Regions from separate parts of the Sus scrofa genome. Here regions 2, 3, 4 and 5 are each linked to region 1. Evidence: chromatin contacts called from public Hi-C and targeted proximity ligation data. All regions are on one chromosome and are shown on one strand. The core of a region is the stretch at or near the end of the contact, and the rest is flanking DNA. Distances in the headings are between cores, read along the strand shown.

What was found. Hi-C and Micro-C count contacts between places; a contact is called where the count stands out from the background.
Region 2: a contact with region 1 is called in a targeted proximity ligation map of skeletal muscle. A contact is called at or near these places in 1 of 47 Hi-C or Micro-C datasets (embryonic fibroblasts) and 2 of 2 datasets of targeted methods (alveolar macrophages and skeletal muscle).
Region 3: a targeted proximity ligation map of alveolar macrophages shows a contact between it and region 1. A contact is called at or near these places in 2 of 2 datasets of targeted methods (alveolar macrophages and skeletal muscle).
Region 4: a contact with region 1 is called in a Hi-C map of retroperitoneal adipose tissue, with 1.7 times the contacts expected there. A contact is called at or near these places in 12 of 47 Hi-C or Micro-C datasets (embryonic fibroblasts, fetal heart ventricle, fetal liver and 7 more) and 2 of 2 datasets of targeted methods (alveolar macrophages and skeletal muscle).
Region 5: a contact with region 1 is called in a targeted proximity ligation map of skeletal muscle, with 2.9 times the contacts expected there. A contact is called at or near these places in 1 of 47 Hi-C or Micro-C datasets (embryonic fibroblasts) and 2 of 2 datasets of targeted methods (alveolar macrophages and skeletal muscle).

What each region holds. Positions count from the first base shown.
Region 1 is chr5:9,828,377-9,831,076 of Sscrofa11.1, forward strand. PICK1 (PRKCA-binding protein) reads right to left here and starts at 1,301. Exons shown (of 13, transcript XM_003355340.4): 1 at 1-1,301.
Region 2 is chr5:9,593,199-9,595,898 of Sscrofa11.1, forward strand. It overlaps LOC100523244 (casein kinase I), which reads left to right and starts at 1,263. Exons shown (of 10, transcript XR_002343899.1): 1 at 1,263-1,310.
Region 3 is chr5:9,694,753-9,697,452 of Sscrofa11.1, forward strand. It overlaps MAFF (transcription factor MafF), which reads right to left and starts at 1,376. Exons shown (of 3, transcript XM_001924465.4): 1 at 1,056-1,376.
Region 4 is chr5:9,574,506-9,577,205 of Sscrofa11.1, forward strand. No RefSeq gene overlaps it. Among named protein-coding and RNA genes, the nearest start is that of KCNJ4, 49 kb to the left of the region's middle.
Region 5 is chr5:9,632,139-9,634,895 of Sscrofa11.1, forward strand. It overlaps TMEM184B (transmembrane protein 184B), which reads left to right and starts at 1,416. Exons shown (of 10, transcript XM_005655511.3): 1 at 1,416-1,566.

The sequences.
Region 1 (2,700 bases), core at 51-2,550:
GCACACTTCAAAGGCCTTAGGCTGCTTCGGCCCCTGCATCCGACTCGCCTGGGAAGTACCTCACACGCAGGCTCCTGGCTCTGTCTCAGACCTATCGGTCAGAGTCCGGGAAGGGGAGATCTTGGAGGCTGCATTTCCCCGAAGCTCTGTGGGTGACTTCAGGGCCTCCTGCAGTTTGAGGACCACTGCGTCGCAGGCTCGGAAGGTACAGTATCTGAGCATCCTCAGGGTGGGCCTGTTCGGCTACACCAACCATCCCTGCCCCGGGGGCCTCACCATCCAGGAGGAAACCAGCATGTTTTGTGAGCCCCGAGGAGGGGCTTCTGCCCAGACCAAAGGCCAGGGAAGGCTTCCTGGAGGAAGCAACATCTCAGCTGGGTCCTGAAGGAGGTGCTGGTGGGTCTCCGGCCTAGAAGAGGGGCATGGTGACCCAGGCAGGGGATATAGCTGGTGTAGGCGATGGTGCATACAAGGCATAGTCCCCTCTCCACAGAGAATCACAGTGTGGCAGGAGACAGACAGTGAGGGCGGTGAAAGGCCACCACCAAGTCCTAACCAGTCCACAGGGAGAATTGCATCCCCCACCCCCATCTCCTACTGCTCCAGAGTCCATCCAGGCAGGCAGATGACCTCTGGCTCAGCCTGGCCACTGAAGGCTGTGTGAGCCCAGGCCAAGTCCCAACCCCTTTCTGGGCCTAGGTCTCCTTCAAGATTCCAACCCTCAGGTTCTGAGCCTGATTCCATCAGGAGAAGCTTGCCCCCTACAACGCCATATTTCTGGGGAAGTGCTGCCATCCAGTGGCCATTGGGAGAAAAACCTACTGGGGCACCAGAGCTCCCCCAATCTTTCTCTTCCCATCAGTCACTGCCCCTCCCCAGGTCATGGCTGGCTAGAGCAACCACAAGTCTTTGTGGTCTGTGGGTGATGGGTGAGGCTGCTTACGTACATGGAGAGCTGAGCCTGACCTGCCCATCCCTCAGTGCTGTCATGGCCCCGGCATAAGGCCTGACTCCTCACTGACTCACCACTAGCATCACAGGCCCCTATGAAAGTCAGGGAACCAGGGGTGGGTGGGTGGAATTCAGTTCGATTCGTCAGCAGCATGGAGACTAAAAGCATAGGTTCTAAAAGCGAACAGATAGGAGCAGTAATACTAGCAGCTAACAGGTATTGGGCCTCTCTGGTCAGGGAACAAGAAAAGCAAGGTCCTGCCCTGCCAGAGCTCACACGAGAGGGAAGGGCAGCCATCCACCCAGGTAATATCTCCCATCTCGGAGCGCTGAGCAAGGCCCCACAGCAGAAGGGGAGCCCAGGATTTCCTGTCATGGCTCAGTGGTAATGAACCCGACTAGTATCTATGAGGCCTCGAGTTCGATCCCTGGCCTTGCTCAGTGGGTTAAGGATCTGGACTTGCAGTGAGCTGTGGTGTAGGTCACAGACAAGGCTTGGATCCCGCGTGCCTGTGGCTGAGGCATAGGCTGGCAGCTGCAGCTCTGATTCAACCCCTAGCCTGGAAACTTCCATAGGCCGAGGGTGTGGCACTAAAAAAAAGGCGGGGGGAGCCCAGTGGGAAGGGATATGGCAGGTGGGAGCTGGGGGGGTGAGCTGGACAGAGCATTGGTTTCATGGCAGTTGTGTGACTCTGGAAACGTACCTTGACCTCTCTGAGCCTTAGACTCCATGGAAAAAATCGGTATTAAAAGAGCCTGAGTGTTGGTTTTATTTTTACAATTTTATTTGCTTTTTAGGATCGTACCAGCTACATATGGAAGTTCCACAGCCCACGGCAACACCGTGAGCTGAGCAGAGCCAGCAATCGAACCCGAATCCTCATGGATACCAATTGGTCTTGTTACCACTGCGCCACAATGGGAACTCCCCTGAGTGCTGGGATTTAATTTAAGTCAGACCGTGACACTCTCTGCCCAAAGCCACCCGACATCTCCTGTCACATGCAGAATAACTCCTCTCTGACCCAGAGATCTGGGACTGGCTGCTCCTCCAGCCCAGGGCCCACCCTTCCTCCTGTTCACATCCTGTTCCAGGGCCTCTGGCGGCTTGCTGTTCCTGGAATGGGCTGGAAGTTTTCCATCTCAGGGCCTTCGCTCTTGTAGTTCCCTCTGTCTGGAACATTCTTCCCCCAGGTATGCCCACTCCCTTACGTCATCCACATCTCTTCTGCCCTGTTACCTTCTCCAGGAAGCCCTCCGTGATTGCCAGCTAAAGCACAGTGCTTGGATGGTCGATTTCAGGACATTTGCTCATCTCCAGCCTGACACGCGGCACAGTTTCGGTTACACATTTGTTTGCTTGTCTCTGTAAACTGCAAGTTCCCTGAGAGCAGAAACCTGGCCTGTTCAGGTGGAATCTCTATCACCAATACCTAGCACATCGCCTGGCACATGGTACCTTCAACACATAACCTGATGAGGGAATGAATAACTGACTCTGAGAGCAGAAGCCCAGAGACCAGGCAGTGGTCAGAGTCAGTGGAGGCCTCTGATTTCAGAAGCAGGAGGCCAGAGTCGACCATCCTGGCGCTGGAAAGCTCAGGAGACTAGAAGAGAGTGAGGGAGCCAGAGAGGTGGGGGGCGTTGCCTCCCCCTCCCCCGAGTCCTAAGCGAGGTGGGGAAATGGGGAGCAGGGGCTGCCAGGCTGGGGAAGCAGAAGGGAGCCCTGGTCTGGTGGGAGCCAGATCC
Region 2 (2,700 bases), core at 13-2,512, 240 kb before region 1:
TGAAATCTTTCCATTTTAAAACGTTGGGAATTGGAGTTCCCGTTGTGGCTCAGAGGATTAGGAACCTGATTAGTATTCATGAGGATGCAGGTTTGATCCCTAGCCTTGCTCAGTGGTTCAAGGATCCCACGTTGCCGCAAGTGGTGGCCTGGGTCACAGATGTGGCTCGGATCAGGTGTGGCTGTTGGTGTGATATAGGCTGGCAGCTCCAGCTCCAGCTCTGATTCAACCCCTAGCCTCCTAGCCTGGGAACTTTCATATGTCACAGGTGTGATCCTAAAAAAGACCAAAAAAAAAAAAAAAAAGAGTTGGGAATTAACTAACAAGACAAAAGAAAAAACCAACAAACCCCACCACTTTGGCTGGTGACCCTCTCCTCTGGCAAAAGTGGCACTGAGGGCAGGTCCCCAGTTGAGTGCCCTAAACCTTTCCTGGGAGGCTGGTCCTCACTCTCCTGCTCTTGGAAATGAGCCCATGACAGACTCAGTTTCCCAAGGACCAATGGGAGAACAGAGTCAGCGCTGTGTGGTCTGGGGCCAACCCCTTCCCCTCTCTGAGCTGCAGCTTCCTGCTCTAGGAAAAAAGAACCTGGTCTGAGGGGCTCCTGCCAGTTTGGACAGTGTGTGACTAAGTCCCTCAAACTCAAGGAAGATGTGGTATTGTGAGAGTGACTCTTCGTGGGAGCCATGCTTCTGGGATTGGATGCAGTGCACTCCAGCATTTTCTGTGTCCACAGCCTCAGCTGTATGCTGAGAATGGACATGTGTCATAATTTGGAGCTTTGCATGGTCCAGTGTAAATGTCATCGCCTTAATAACTATGCTTTGGAAGCCAGTAGAAAGCCTTAATTAATTCTTGGTGACCAGGAGAGGGACTGGTGCTCTTTCTCGATTTGCAGATTAGGAAGCCCAAGCCCCGAGCTGGGAGGGGACTTGGCTAAAAGTGTACCCACTTGGGACCTTGATTCAAGTGTTGGTCCCATAGCAGTGTGTGGGGTCCCTCATTAAAGAGGACTGGGATTGAGGTCAGCTCTGTGCCCATCACAGTTTGAGCTACTGGAGGAGGAGAAGGGAAGGGTCTTTGGCTTTGATTTTTCGGTAGGGGGATAGCACAGCACAGCTCCAGCTGCCTGTCTGGGCCTTTTGTCAATGTCCCTCCACCTCCTGCCGTCCTGTCCTGTTAAATCGTTGGCCCCTGAATCAAACTGGCCTGTGTGCTCTGCAGCACTCGGAGCCCCTAACTCACTAAACATTTTCCTTTTGCAGGAACCCACAAAAACACCCGCCTTCCGAGGGGCCCACTGCAAGGAGGTGAGAGGAAAGAGAACCTGGCCGAGGGAAGAGGAGGCTCTGAGTCTAGAAGACCCCAGCTTTCTGTATGCCCTCCTCCTCCCCACCCCCACCCAGGCTTTTCCACCTGTACCCCCATTGGCTCAGGGTGCTAGTGTCTGTGTGTGCTCTCAGGACCCACACGTAAGACTCCCTTCCTGCAAGGAGCTCCTCGCCAGCCTGGGGGTGGAGGGCGTGTTTCCTGGCTACAGACACCCCCCACCCCGCCCCCGCCCCAGCGTCCCCGGGAGCGGAGGGCTCGGGCCCTTTAAATCCTCCGGGGCGGCGGCGGGCCGGGGATGACATCACCGGGCGGGCCCGGGGCTCAATGGGAACCGGCGGGCGCGCGCCGGGCGGGAGCGCGCGAGCCGGCGGCGGGGGCGGGCAGGAGGGCCCGGAGGAGGGAGGCGGTGGCGGCGGCGTTGAGAACCTAGAGCCTGAGCCCGGCCGGGGCCGAGCAGAGCGGTGCGCGGCGGCGGCAGCGGCGGCGGTAGCTGGGCCGGGAGAGGCTGGCGCGCCGGGCGGCTCTGCGAATCCTCCGGCATCCGCCCCGGCGGGTCGCCCCCGCCCGCGGCAGCCCCCGAGCAGCGGCCCGGCACCGGCGCCTTCCCGGCGGGGTAAATATTGGGGGTCCTCGGGCCCGCGGAGGGGCGCAAACCTGGGGGGAAACCGGACTCCCTCCGCCTCTTTGTTTTTGCGCGAGAGGGAGGGGAAGGGAGGGCGGACACACGCGCGTTCGCACTCGGGTATGGGGGGGCAGCCCGGGCGCCGCCCGCTCGGCCCGGCGAGGACAAAGGCGCGGCTGGGGACGAGGAGGAGAAGGAGGAGGGTGACTATTATTTTGCAGGCTTGCCCGGGAGAGCCCCCCGCCCCCGCCAGTCCAGCCCGCCTCCCCCTCCCCCAGCTGGACCCTTCAAGGCCCCAGCCACCCGAGGTGGCCACCCCGGGCTGAGATTTGGGGACGCTGAGGGAGGGGCTCCTGGACGAGGGTGCTGGGGACACCCGATACTGTTGATTCGGGATCCCCGACCAGACCCTGGGCTTCAGCAGGCTCCACCAGACTATCAGCAGCGTCCCCCACCCCTTCGCTCCTGGGTCGGGTGCTCCAGACCTAGGGGTCAGGAGGGCTGCTCCCGCACGATGGATGGGGGCGCTTGGGGGCCCTAGGGTGATGGGGTGTGTGGTCACCCAGCCACCGATTCTCTTTTCCATTGTGGAGAGAAAGAAAGGGGTGGGGGTTATTTATCAGCTCAGATTCTCCGGTTTCTGCGCGTGAGAAATCCATGTTTTGCAAGTCTCTGTGCAACAGAAAACTCTGTTTGTGCCTGGGTGTCTTCAGAGAGAGGATTCCCAAGCTCCTCTTTGCACCCAA
Region 3 (2,700 bases), core at 126-2,625, 130 kb before region 1:
TGTATCCCTTTCTACCTCCAACCTTCCCTGTGGGTTTTTCTGGCCCTTCCTGTTTCTCCTGAGGCTGAGGTGTTGGGCAACCCTGGGGATGAAGGAGAGTCTCAAAGGGAGGGTCTGTCTTCCCCAGGCAGCCGGAAAACCTGGGGACAAGGACCTGGGTGCCAGCCCACATTGTTGCCAGACCCACCAGGGTGCTGGGCCCAGGAGTGGCTCCCTCACCCCCTCCCGCAGCTGAGCCTGGTGGCATCTTTCATGTTTCACCCCACCCTGTGGCTGAAGGCGCCGGCTCTGGGCGGGGGACAAATATCTCCGTCACATGGTCGTGGCCCTGGGAAACTCCAGGGAGAGCAAGGGCCCGGCTGCCGCCGGTCAGTAGGAAGGGGACAGAATTCCCGGACCCCTTGTAACTATGGACTGGGCCGCTTCCCTCGCTCAGTTCTTACTCCGTGTTTATTCCAGCGGGCACACTCTCTCCGAGGTATAGTCGGCTGGTACACAGGCCCCAGGGTCCTCACCCGCCTGAGAGCGCCCGGACACACACCATCAATCTCTCTCTCCCCCCCCCCCACTCCCTCCAAGGTACGCGGCACACGCACCGGGCAGGATACCCAGAACGCTGGCCAGGAAACACACACGCACGCCCGCCCTTCGGACGTAAACAAACCGCGCACGCACCGCCCGCGGGCACCAGTCCAGGGACTGTTCTCACAGAGTCACGTACTTGCACTCACCGCCCCCCGCCCCGCCTGGGCGGACGCTGACGCTCGCTGGCCCGCGCTGCCCCTTCCTGCCCGGCTTCTCCGCCGGGGGGCCCGCGCCCCCAAAAGGGGCCCGTCCCCCCGGACCGGCCAAACTTGCTTCGGCCGCGTCACGGTCCCACCGGACCTCTGCCTCCTGCCCCTCTCTCCCCATGCCAGCCGTCCCGGCGAGGTGTCTGCGGGAGCACCGACGGAATGGACCCCGGCGCTCCGCCCCAGGCACGTTCCGGGGTCGCGGAGACCTCGCCGCCTCGGGGCCCCGCGCGCCCGTCCGGCTTCGGAACCCGCGACTCTCACCCGACTCTCGGCCTGCTTCGCCTGGCGTCCCGGGCACGCGTGGGTCCCGCTGCTGTCCCAGCTGCTGTCCTGGCCCGAACCCTGCTCCGTCTCCCCTTTGGTCCCAATCGCAGGTCGCTTTGAGCCCAGCTCCAGCGAGAGCCGCGCGGAGTTTTGTTGTGGGGCGGGCAGCGCTGGGGGCCGCGCAGAGTTGTAAGGCGAGCTTCCCGGAATTACTCACTCACAGGATTCCTTTCATTCATAAAAACCCAGTCATGCGCTGACGTCACCGCGCCGGCCGCCCCCCAGCCCCTGGAGCGGCCTCCCGGCTCCTCAGCCCCGCCCCCACCAGCTCCTCCCCGGCAAAGACCACGCCCACACCCAGGCCCCGCCCCCTGGAGTCTCAATCCCAGTTAGAGCGCTGGCTGGGGGCGTTCACGTGACACCTCACCAGAGCTGCGCGGGTGAAGGTGTCATTTGTCTCATTTTACAGTCCACAGTCCTGGGCCTCTTCTCCTTTCGACCTACACACTCTGCCTTAATGATCTCATCTGGTCTCGTGGTTTTAAATGCCATCTATAAGCTCTGGAGCCCCAAATTTGTATTTCCAGAGCAAACAGCTTCTCTAAATTCCAGACTGAATCCAACTGCCCACTCAGCTCCGACATGTGGGTACCAGATGGGGACTGCATATACCCAGAATCCCACTCCTGAGCATCAACCTTACCTCAGCATCCTACACCCCCAGTTTCCACCATCTCAGCTGTTCTAGCCCAGACCCAGGAGTCTTGCTCCACCCCTTTCTCCTTCCTCACTTCCCCCCAGTCAGGCTGGCTCTACCTCCAACACTACCTGCATCTGACCCCACCTCTGGTCCTACTACCTGACCCAGGGACCATCAACTTACCTGGACAATAGCCACAGCCCCCTGAGAGCTTCCTCGCTTTGTCCCTACAGGGCTTCTTCACATCTCAGACCATGTTCTTCTCAAAATGAAAAAATGAGACTGTTTCACACACTCCCACCCTCTGGCTGAACACCCTCAAAAGTTCCCCTTTGCGTTTAGGATATAAACTCGACTCCTTCCCTTGGCCTCCAGCCATCTGGCCTCTCCCCAGCTCTGCAGCCTCACCTCCTGTCACCTTCCTGGCACCACTACTCTTCAGACACACGGCCCTTCTTACTGTTCCTCAAACACACCAAGCTCATTCCTGCCACAGGTCCTTTGCACTTGCTCTTTCCTCTTCTGTTCACTGCCTGGCTCTTTCTCATCTTTCAGGTCAGCTCAGATGTCACTGCCTCAGAGAGACCTTTCCTGAAAGCCCCCACCTCTGAAATTTTTTTTTTTTTTTTTGTTAGGGCCATACCCGTGGCATATGGAGGTTCCCAGGCTAGGGGTCCAATGGGAGCTATAGCTGCCAGCTGACACCACAGCCACAGCAACATGGGATTGGAGCCGTGTCTGCAACCTACACCACAGCTCATGGCAATGCCAGATCCTTAACCCACTGAGAGAGGCCAGGGATCGAACCCTTGTCCTCATGGTTCCTAGTCGGATTCATTAACCACTGAGCCACGACGAGAACCCCTGAAATTCGTTTTTATATTAACTTAATATCTCCATGGGGTATTATCTTGCTTATTTGCTTATTGTTCAGGTCTGTCT
Region 4 (2,700 bases), core at 141-2,640, 250 kb before region 1:
ACTCCCAGGGTCAGGTGTCTCTGAACTCCATACCCTTCCTGGTGCCAGAGCACAGTAGAGGCTCAGGCAGGATCGGCTAAAGGGATTGGTTTTAAGCAGCTTTCCCGTCCACCCTCTTAGTTCAGTGGGAACAAGTGGGGGAGGCGGAGAGAGGTGTCAGGAGCCCTGGGTTCCTGCTGGGCAAGATCTGCTGTGTGCCCTCAGCAGCCAAGTGTCCCCTCCTCTGGACTTTGGTTACGAACTTCTAGGAAGTGTGGTCTCCTGGGAGTCAATCCCCCAGGACACGCTGGGTCAGAGGACAGTCGAGGTGGGGCCGAGGGAATCATCCAGGGCTGTGACCTGAGGCCAGGGCACCCTTGTTGACAGAACCGAGGCCATCGTCAGTCCCCGAGGCGGAGTTTTCTGGGCACTCACACTCACACACCCCCAGAGCTATGCCCAGCACTTGGCTGAACCCGCCCGGGTTGGCCGGAATGCCAGGGAGGGGCCAGAGCTTCGTCACTACTGCTGCCACCACCGTCATCTTCGTCGCTACTGTCACCGCCTCCCCATCATCATTAAGAAGTTCAAAGAATTTCCTTCTCGCGGGGACCCACCTCTGGCTGGAGAGAAGCCTGCTCTCTGTACACACAGGGGGCTGGACAAGAAGACCTTTCTAGACCCCCGGGAGGGAAGCCCCTATGCCTCTTTGACCCTGACCTCCTCAGGGCACAAGGGAGGGAAGGGACCCCAGTTTACCGAGTGCCTGGTATATGCCAGGCACAGGGCCCTATCTCCATGAACTTCAGACAGGATCCCTTCCGCATCTGAAGTGGCGGCTCAGAGAGGTCAAGGTTGCACAGTTACAAGTACACGGCGGGTGGGGGTGGTGCTTGAACCCAAGTCTTCTTGCCATCGGTTTGCTGGTCCCCCTGCCTGGTGACCCCAGGCGCGGTGAGGCCAGGCAGCCTAGTTAGGAGCCAGGCTTGAGATCCTTCCCGCCTGCATTCAAAGCCACACCAGCCTCTTACCAGCTGCGTGACCTTGAACAAGGCACTGGCCTCAACACCAGGGTTCTCCAGACGTTAACTGGCAATACTGACAGCACCAGCTCCCAGGAAGGCCTGAGAGCTGGGTCAGCTGGTGGAGAGCTTGTAGATGGAGCCAGGTGCACAGCGGGCACTCCCTAAGCATCGGCCTCAGAATCATCATTTCCCTGCCAGGCCAACGCCTCCTCCTCCCTCGGTATCTTCCAGACTAACCCCCCAGGCCAAACTGCCCTCTCCCTCCCGGGTAGCTTCCCTCGCCCTGCAAGGAGAGGGCCAGTCACCTCCCTCCAGCTCCTCACCCCAGCCCCTGCCCCTCCTGTGAGCAGCGAGCTGGGTGTCATGCCAGGCCCCTCCGAGGCCCCACCCAGGACTAGCCTTGGCAGGCCCTCCAGTCTGCTGATGCGCGAATGCGTGAGTCCATATCCATTTCCTCCTCCCACTCCTGCCGGCCACCTCCTCATCTCCCAGGATTTTGTGGAATCTTCCCTGACCTTCTGCTGCCCCATCTCACAGCTCAGGCCACAGGCCCTGCCATCCTCCCCAGCCCTCAGCCCTCTACCCTTCAAGCACAGGAGGAGGCCCTCCCTAAGATCTCTCCACTGCCCCGCACACCCCCTGGCCTCCGCCCGGCCCTACAGGAGCTTGGAGTCCTGATGGCCCCCTACCCACTGGCTGTGTGATTTTAGGTGAGGCTCCACCCCTCTCTGAGCCCCAGGGAGGTCAGCTGTAAAGAGAGGTGAAGAATCTACTTCTCAGAGCTCCCGTTGTTTCTCATCAGGTTAAGAACACGACTGGTATCCATGAGGACGCGGGTTCAATCCCCGGCCTCGCTCAATGGGTTAAGGATCCAGCATTGCTGTGAACTGCGGTATAGATTGAGGATGCAGCTTGGGTCCTGTGCTGCCGTGGCTGTGGCCTAGGCTGGCAGCTGCAGCCTTTGATTCGACTCCTAGCCTGGAAACCTCCATACGCTGCACTGCAGCCCTGAAAAATAAAATAAAATAAAATATAAAATAAAATAAAATAAAATAAAATAAAATAAAATAAAATTGCAAACTGTAAAGGCAGTTGCGTTTTAGAGCTATGTCATAGTGGGTGTTAGATGCTGGCTCGCTGGATTGGGAGTGGAGTGACGGGGGACTCAGGGTATAATCCCACCCTATGTCAGTTAGAAACCCCCTCCCTTCTCTCAGAAGAACCCAGTGGGAGGGAGGCTTTGGAGTCAGAAGACCTGGGGTCAGTTCAGTTGAATTCATGCCTGCGCTGGCCCATGCCCCCTGCTTTGGGCTAAGACCGGCGCCAAGCCCTGAGACCAGGTGAATCTGCAATCCCTGTCCCCAAAGAACTGAGAGCCTGATGTGGAGACAGTTCTGGAACCCTTTTACCATCACCAGTGAGAGCCAGGAAGCCAGGCAAGGAGGCGTGACTGCTGTGAAACAGGGGAGTCGGGGGTCCTCGGGGAGGGGGGGCGGTTCCCAGAGGAAGCAGTTGCTGTGCAGAGTGAACCTGAAGTGGTCAGCGTTCTCCATCGCCCCCCGAACTCCCTGGTAAGGTCTTGAAAAGCCTCAGAGAGGAGGCAAATTCAGTCTTGAAAGAATCGGCCATGATTCAATCAAAAAATAATCCCATTAATTTAGGCAAAGAACCACTTAATTGAATTTCTTTCCAAATC
Region 5 (2,757 bases), core at 166-2,665, 200 kb before region 1:
TATTGCAATAATCATGGATGCGGGGTGATAGCAATGGAGATGAAGTGGAAGTGGTCAGAGGCTAGATCAATTTTGCTGGTAGAGCCAATATAATTTCCTGCTCCAGTGGGTAAGGGGGTGGGAGGAGAGATTCAAGGATGACTTGGAGTTTCCTGGTGGCAGAGCTGGTTAAAAATCCAGTGTTGTCATTGCAACAGGTGGGTTCCATCCCTGGCTCAGGGAACTTTCACATGCCGCGGGCGCAGCCAAAAGAAAAGAAAAAACAAAAAACAATCAAAGAAGGAGTTCCCGTCGTGGCTCAGTGGTTAACGAATCCGACTAGGAACCATGAGGTTGCGGGTTCGATCCCTGGCCTTGCTCAGTGGGTTGAGGATCCGGCATTGCCGTGAGCTGGGGTGTAGGTGGCAGAGGTGGCTCGGATCCCAAGGCTCTGTGGCTCTGGCGTAGGCTGGCTAGAGCTCCGATTAGACCCCTAGCCTGGGAATCTCCACATGCCACTTGGGAATCTCCACATGCCTAGGGTGCGGCCCTAGAAAAGACAAAAACAAACAAACAAACAAACAAACCAACAAAAAACAATCAAAGAAGACTGCAGGAGTTCTGGGCTGGGGCTGAAAGGATGGAATTGCTAACTGCTGTTGTGAGGCTAAGCAGGTGCAGGTCTCTTCTGCCTTTGAAAGATGGTTCTACTGTGGGCATGTTGAGTAGGGCTTCAGTGGGCCTGTTGAGATCCTCTTGGACCTCAAGTATGAAGTGTTGAGTACACAGTTCGGGGGAGGAGTCTGGGCTAGGGGTAGAAATAAATTTGGGGATCTTGAACACATTAAAGCCAGAACTTGCTTGGATTTTGTTTTTCAGTTAAACCGAGTTGGGTGTGGACCTGGCAAACAGAAATGGGCTAGGTGACTAGAATGCTATCTGAAGAATTTTGCTAGTTAGGCCACCTAGAGCGAGATGGGGCAAGAAAAAGCGCTGCTAAGTGAAGGAGGAAGAAAAACCGCATCCTCAACTTTGCAATTTCATCTCGCTTTACTGCCCACAGCACCTCTCTATACATTCATTCCACAGTTCCACATGCATCCTTCAGCCGACAACTTGCCGTTCGATCTTGCTTCATCTTCAAACGGGCCCAAATGGAGGCAACTAGCGTTAAAAGAAGTGTAGCGCCATACTGCCAGCGAGTGCCAGGGACAGAGATTGGAGCCTGTGACTCTGTCCCTGCACTCCAAGAAGCTCAGCGGCGGGTAGGGTTGGAGGTCGGATGGAGGTGGGGAGGCGACTCTTGGCAGGTCTGTGAGCGGCGGGAGAACCGGGAACCATCCCAGCGGCGAGGGTAGGGGACAGCGGCTCCTTTAAGGCCGGGCGGGTGATCTCAGCCTCGGGTTTGCCGCCCCGCCCTCCCCGGCGGCGCGCTCAGTGCGCAGGCGCGCCGCGGCGGCACTCCGCTGGGCCCCGGACGCGCCGGCGGCGGCGAGACGCCGGGGCTGCGGTGCTGTCCGCTTGCCTCTCCCGCAGAGTCCAGCTGCCGAGCATCGCCCGCCCGCGCCGCCGCCATGGGCTCCTGAGGTACCCCTCCCGCTCGCCCTGCGCTGGAGGCCCTGAGGGGGGCGGCCGAGGGCTCCCGGGGCTGGGGGTGCTGCTCCGTTCTGGAGAGGCCCGTTCTGGGGGCGCCCGATGGGTCGCCTTGGCCGCGGGTCCCCGGTTGGGGAGGGGACTAAGGTGGCCGGCCTAGCCCCGGAGGGAAGGGGCGTCGGGCGGCCCCGCCAGGGCCGCCCTGCGCCCCCTGCTCGCCCTGCGAGGTCGCGGGGCCGCCCGTGGGTGTGCCCTGGCCCCCTCCTCGCCAACGTGGCGGGGCCCGCGCCTGGAGTGTAATCGGACCTGCCCGTGGGGGTGGCTGAGGGAGAGGGGAGGCGGATGGACAGGCCGTTTGCAAGTGGGATTGTGTGCGCCCGGTGGGTGTGCTGGCGCCTGGCACTGCCGAGCGAGCGGGGGAGTCAGCCTTGCCCTGTGCCGGTAGCTGTGATCTGGGATGGTGGCTGGCCTGGCCAGGCCTTTGGGGATGCATGCTTGAAGGTGTACACACGCCTTGTGTACAGGTGGGCAATCCGGAGGGTCCCCCACGGGAACCTGGGGCTCTAAAGATATTTGCTTGGAGAGGGACCACAGAGATGGTTCAGAGTGTGTGCCTCCACCTTGTACCTTTCCTTCCTGAGCACACTGCTGGGGGCTAGTGCTGGTCGACTCCAGGCCAAAGGCAAGGTGATGGGGTTGAGAGGTGGGCATGGCTATCTGTTCCCATCCCTTACCCCTCTGGGGTTGTGCAAGGCCAGACATTACACATGCACACACACCCAGGGAGCTGTGGGGCAAAGCAGGTGTTTGCATGTCTGATACCTGTGTGTGAGGTGAAGGCCATGTATTATTTATCTGACTGCCTGGTACCTTATGTAAGGAAAGAAGCAGCAATCTGTGCCCTGGAGGCCATTGTGCCGCCGAGGCCGCCAGGCAAACAAGCTCACGCACCTGCAGCCGAGGCGCAGGTCTCAGAGGTGTGACTCCTTCACAGGCTATGTATGTGTGCAGCATCCCTGCCTGTCGCCCTTCCTTTTCAGCGTGCTTGGTGGACCCTCTGGATTCTGCACATCAGGACATCTTGCCAGCGGGGGCTGTGTCCATCAGGATGGGGACGGTGGAGCGGGAAGGCCCCAGCAGTCAGACCTATGTGTCCATTTTATCAGGCTTTGGACACAAACCTCT